Regions from separate parts of the Sus scrofa genome. Here region 2 is linked to region 1. A link is a contact called in public HiChIP or PLAC-seq data. All regions are on one chromosome and are shown on one strand. Each heading gives the region's core, a stretch centred on a gene start, on an enhancer-like site or on the middle of the called end of the contact. The rest is flanking DNA. Distances are from core to core; before and after follow the strand shown. Region 1 has its middle 15 kb from the start of ZNF484. Region 2 overlaps IPPK (inositol-pentakisphosphate 2-kinase).

Region 1 (2,824 bases), core at 325-2,824:
AATCAGAGCTACAGCTGCCAGCTTATGCCACAGCCACAGCAATGCCATATCCAAGCCACGTCTGCAAACTACAGATCACAGCAACACTGGATCCTTAACCCACTGAGCAATGCCGGCGATTGAACCTGCAACCTCATCGTTCCTAGCCGGATTCGTTTCCGCTGTGCCACAATGGGAACTCCTGCAAGCTTTCATTCTTAAATATTTTATTGGTTTTGATTCTGTTGTAAATGGGGTCAGTTTCTTTCTTTTCTGAATAGTTCATTAGTGTGTAGAAATGCTACCAATTTATGTATATTAATTTTGCATCCTGTAACTTTACTGAATTCATTGATTGGATCTAACGGTTTCTGGGTGGAGTCCTTAGGATTTTCTTGTCAGAAAATTCCAACATTTGTTTAAATTCAGTGTTGGGTGTCAGTTGATTCTTCTCACTCAAGTTGTGATTTTCTTGGTTCTTAAAGGGTGATTTTTCTATTGTTAGAAGGGTTTGGTTCTTATTTAAATCTTTCATTTTAGCAGGAGGGAACCCATTCTGTTTATTAAACAGGTCCTGACCTCCTTTTTTGAACAGTGATTCCAAGTGATACATTAGCTTTTAGCAGCGTTGTGGTGTCATTTTGGTCTGCTTAACTTGTGCCACTGGGGTTCCTACTGGTCCTGGATGGTGCTGCCAGGGATGCTTGGTCTCTCATTGGAAGAAAGGGTTTTCTAGCCTTGAGGGACAAAGAGGCTGCTTGCCTGTCCCAGAGCTTATAGAGGGAGCTCCCCTATCTTTGGAGATAAGAGAGCACTACAGGCCACATGCTTATTATGGACAGACATTCCTACACACACACACACACACACACACACACACACACACACACACACACACACCTCCCCAGTTACCTTAGCCACCTCTTGGGCACGAGAGGGGAGTCTCAAGTCAATGAAGACAAGAGGCTGCCTTGGATCCATGTTTGTGGCAGGATGCACGCTACCATTCACCCCTTGTAACACCAGGTCTCTGGGTGCTAGATGGGCTTATTGTTTAGTGCTCTTTATTGGTGTCTCCTTGTTGATGGTACTGGATTTGCCTGGTGTAGTTTGAGGGATTTCTGTTTGATCAGAGGGAGCAATGAACTACCTTATCTCTCTTCTGTTGCTAGTTTGGGTGACTCTTTAGTTGGGTGGGGAAATTTAAGACATCCTACCACTGTGTTGTTCTCCCAGTCATGGCATTCCAAACCAGTTCACCTTCCTCTTAGCACCTTTAAGAGGTCTTCTTTGGTTGCATGTTTAGTTATTTCCATGGATTATAGTTGTTCTTATCTATGGGAGCAAGAAAAACAGGTCTATGCCATCTTGTATGGACCTGAAGTCTAGGTTTCTTAAAGAACCTTCTAAAACTTTTCCAAATCAATGGTCTTGTTTTACATTCTCAACAGCAGTGTATGAGGTCCAGTTGCTTTTATATCCTTGCCAACACATCATATGATCACACTTTTAGCTTTTAGTCATTCTAGGGGGTGTGTAAATATTCTCATTGTGGCTTCTTTTTTTTTTTTTTTTGTGCACCCACAGCATGTGGAAGTTCCCTGACCAGAGACAATCTGCGCCACAGCAGTGACCCAAGCTATTATACTGACAAAGCCAGATCTTTAACCCATTGCACCACAGGGGTACTTCTCATTGTGGCTTTAATTTCCACTTCCCTAATGACTAATGATGCTAAAATTCTTCATGTGCTTATCATTTGGATACCTTCTTTGGTGAAATGTCTATTTAAATCTTTAGACAAATGAAAAAAAAAAAAGCTGGGTGCTTATTATGGTGTAAGAGATCCTTAATACCTTTGCCAGGTATGTTTTCCAAATATTTCTTCTTAGTCTGTGGGTTGCCTTTTCATTATGTATGTATCTTTTGAAGACGCAGTCTTCAGTTTTCCAAGCCCAATTTACTTACATTTTCTTTTATAGTTTGTGCTTTTATAACCTATTTGTGAAATCTTTGCCTAGCTCAGAGTATATATACTGCGCTCTAATAAATTATCACAAACTTAGAAGGTTAAAACAACACAAATTTACTACTTCACAGAGGTTGGTAGGCCTGAAGTCTGGTGGATTTTTATGATTTCTTTGCTGAGTCTCACAAGGCCAAAGTGAAGGTGTTGATGGCCTTGGTTCTTATCAGGACCTTCTGGGAAGAACCCATTTCTAAAGTCAGTCAGGCTACTGGCAGATTCTAGTTTCCTTTGGCTATAGTACTGAGCTGTTTCTTTGCTATCATCTGGGGTTAACCTTAGCTCCTAGAGGCCTATTTCTACCTCTTCCACATGGGCCATCACATCATAGAACCAGCGACAGCACAGCAGATCCTCAAGTTTGGAAACTACTCCTTCTTCTGCCAATTTGTCTTGCTTCCAGCCAGAGGAAGTTCTCTTCTTTTAAAGGCTCCTGTGATTAGACTGGGCCCACCCAGATAAACCAGGATAATGTCTTTAAACTTTAAACCCTATAACATTAATCACATCTGCAGAGATGTGATCTCAGCATGTAATATATTTACAGAGATTAAGGTATGGGCATCTTTGAGGGACTATTCCGCCTACCACAGGTTACTAAAAGTATCTTCTTTTCTTTGATAAATTTTATAATTTAAGCTCTCACATTTAGATCTGTTAAATATATACACTTGCATTGTGGTGGAAATACATATCTTTTGCTATATTATATATTTTGATATACTTTGAGTCCTTCTGCATATGGAGAGGTGTTAATCAAGGTTTGTGTGAGTATATGACTATGATAATTCACTTGTTTCAGCAATGTTTTGGGGAAAA
Region 2 (3,229 bases), core at 33-2,532, 420 kb after region 1:
CCTTCCACAAAACAAGACTGACTATTCTATTAAATGATATAACTGCTGATTATAAAACTAATGCTGCTGAGAGACATTAGTAACTAATCGCAGAACCACAGCACGTTCAGACTGTCTGTGTCTAGATGAAGAAAACAGGGCCAAGACACAGTTCAGGCTCTGAACAAGGCTGCTGCCTCCTTCCCCCTTGTCGGCCCTTTCCACCCATGAGGCCCAGCTCCTCACTGCTCCCCAAAACAGGGACTCTGGGGTGCAGTCGTCTTCTTTCACTTTCCTAATCAAATATGGAAGGACTTTTATACTGGCTCATTGCATGCCCTGCCTGGCTGTGCTTTAGAAGAAGATACATTTTGTCCCTCAACAACATGGATTTTACATCTTTGTCTCTATGAAAGGAAAGACTGTGACATGGTTACTGTCATTATGGTCACAAGCAAGTACAGGGAAGGTACATGAGGTATTGAGGGGAAAATATGTGAGATGATATGGGGAGAAGGTATATAAGGAGATGAGGAGGAGTTTGGAGGTGATGGAGGAAGGTCTGGGAGGTGATGAGGGAGGGAATGGGAGGTAATGGGGGAAGTTTGGGAGGTGATGGGGGAGGGAATGGGAGGTGATGGGGGAAGTTTGGGAGGTGATGGGGGAAAGCCTGGGAGGTGATGGGGGAGGTTTGGGAGGTGATGGGGAGGTATGGGAGGCAGGGGAGCTGTTGGGGGGAAGGTATGGGAGTGCAAGGCACATACAGTGATGGCCGGGAGTACGTGAGCTGGCGGCGGGGGCAGAGGGACAGGTACAAAAATCCGAGTCTCCCCTCTTACCGCAAGAGGATAAGCAGCTGGGTGGTGCCAGCTTCTTGGGGAACGTCTTCAGGACTGCTGACCCTAGGGCCTGGCCCACCTCCGTGGCTCAGTCTACTTGGCTTTCCTCCAGACTCCTCCAGGCCCGTGTGCAGCCCAGCCCATCTTCCTTTCCCTATGTCTCCCCCAACTCTTTCAGCTTCCTCTCAGCTCCCAAATGCATTTGTGTTTTTATTAATTAACTCTGAGTCAGATATTCCCCGAGTGATCTGCATATCTGATGCCCAGAACTGTATTCATGAGCTCCTAGGATTTCTACCCCTGATAATGAAGATCCTGGCAAAAGACCTACCAAAAACTGTATCCTATCTAACCTGAGCAACCACATCAAACACATTACAAGTGGGGTGTTAGAAACTCTTACCTGGCCTTTCACACTGTATCTTTAAACAAAGCTGTTTCACAAAATCTAAAGGCAGCTGAACAACTTCCTGTAAGAATAAGAAATACTCAGTGTGAGTTGCACAACAATCTGAACGTACCTAATGCCACAGAATTGAACACTTAAAAATGGTTAAAAAGGTCAATTTTATGTTACCACATTAAAAGTACTCAGTCTGTGGGGTTTAGGGATAAAAGGTGCTTTGTTATTTTAAAGATATGTCCATATTAGACAGACACACTAAGGTTTCTGTGCACTAAGAGGAACAAGCCCTCCTCGGAGTGGCTGGCCAGCAGCGTGCCCTGTGTCACCCACAGTCAGTGTCCACAGAGTGCTCCTCACAGGGCTCCTCCTCTGTCTTCACCATGCCCTCATCCTCATTCTCACATGTCTGTGGATGGCAGAGCCGGGGCCAAGGCCGCTCTCAGCCTGCACGAAGCTCCTCATCAGCTGTCCCCAGCCACCCTGAGGTGTCTTACACTCCAGCTCAAAGAAAGGGGTCTGATTAAATATTAATCTCCAAGAAGACGTCCTGTGCGCCCACTGGCCATGGGACTTAGGATGGCTAACATCTGGTGCATTTGGGCAAAAAGCAAAGGAGCAACTTCTCTCTGCTTCACCATTTCTTTGCAATCTCCCAAACTAAGAGCTTCTACTTAGTCCACATTGCTCACCACCATCCCCGTGTGGCCGGGGTGGCAGAGTACTGACTTCCTGAGAAATCCCCAGGGGACACAAGAGACCTACCAAGAATGAGAAGGCTGGGATCCTGCCCACTTACATGCCCACCTTCTCCATCCTGCCCGGCGCCACCTAACCTCGGGCTCACAGGAAGACAGGACCAGGCCAGTCCCCAAACCAGCCAGGCAGGGCCCGAGGTAGCGTGGACACAAGAGTGTGTCATCTGAGCCTTGCTCTCTCACCACTGCTGGGCTAGCCTTATCTTGCCCCAGGACACAGAGCAGGGAGAAGCTCTTGCCTGGGCTCTATTTTACCCTGGCTTGTGTCATGGGTCAGAGAAAACAGCATCGTGTACATACGCTGACTCCGCCTGAACATGGTCTTGTTCGGGCCAGAGCTGTGCTCTGCAACCCACACTGCACCAGAGCTGGGTCAGAGTGGCAGACGTCCCTGGACACAACAACCACTGGAAGGAAAGCAGGCTGTGCTTGACTCTGGCAGTGTCTTCCTGCGAGGGGGCCACGTCAACAGGATGGATGTTCCTGAAATGTGACCTCTGGGCTCACCCCTCATGCCCAGAGCCCCGTCCACTGTGGACAAAGAGATCCCAAACCCAGACCAGAGCAGGCCCTGGGCACATCCTGATGCTATTCCCACCTGCCACCGGCCCCTCCTGGAAGTAAGGTCTAGAGCCCCCGAGCTGTGAGACAGAGCGACACTCCTAGGTGGCCAGACAAGAGTGCTCCCTCCCCAGGAAGGAAGCTAGGGGCCGGCACACCTGCTTTCACTCAGACACTGTCTAGGCCAAAAGGAGGTGCCACACAGACAGCTCAGAGATTCAGACTCTCACAGCCAGTGGGTTCCAGGATCTCACAATTCAATGGGACAGGTGGGGACCTCACTAGGGGGGTGCTAGCCCCCAGGATGGCCCCAGTCACCCTTGCCCATGTAGCCCCACAATGCCTAGAGCTGACCTGTGAAGCCCCAGGAGGCCTCTGAAATGACAGGCACAACCCTGGGATAGGCAGTCTCAGACCATACACTGGGGAAGCCAGGGCCGCACCTCAACAGTGGGTGGAGCCTTGCAGTGAGTCCACCTGGGAGGTGCTGAGGCTCCCCGTCAACAGCTGGCACTACCCCACCAGCTCCATGGCTCTGAGCTACCCTGGGAAAGGATCCTTAGCCCCAGCCTTCAGATAAACCTGCAGCCCCCATGCCCCACGGCAGCACTACCAGCAGTATACCCTAAGCTGTCAGACGATGATCTTCCTTGGAGGATGTTTTGCTGCCATAGCCATTTAAATTCACT

The links. HiChIP or PLAC-seq counts read pairs in DNA pulled down with a chosen protein or histone mark.
Region 2: an H3K27ac HiChIP or PLAC-seq map of alveolar macrophages shows a contact between it and region 1. The contact joins two enhancer-like sites. A contact is called at or near these places in 1 of 47 Hi-C or Micro-C datasets (embryonic fibroblasts) and 1 of 2 datasets of contacts at active chromatin or transcription factors (alveolar macrophages).

What each region holds. Positions count from the first base shown.
Region 1 is chr3:41,932,222-41,935,045 of Sscrofa11.1, forward strand. No RefSeq gene overlaps it. Among named protein-coding and RNA genes, the nearest start is that of ZNF484, 15 kb to the left of the region's middle. Within about 2 kb of position 1,575, at least 1 of the 83 cell types and tissues checked has an H3K27ac peak or open chromatin away from gene starts, as enhancers often do. A contact at or near this core is called in alveolar macrophages, where this site is marked.
Region 2 is chr3:42,352,434-42,355,662 of Sscrofa11.1, forward strand. It overlaps IPPK (inositol-pentakisphosphate 2-kinase), which reads right to left. Exons shown (of 13, transcript XR_002342483.1): 4 at 1,222-1,288. Among named protein-coding and RNA genes, the nearest start is that of IPPK, 14 kb to the right of the region's middle. Within about 2 kb of position 1,283, at least 4 of the 83 cell types and tissues checked have an H3K27ac peak or open chromatin away from gene starts, as enhancers often do. A contact at or near this core is called in alveolar macrophages, where this site is marked.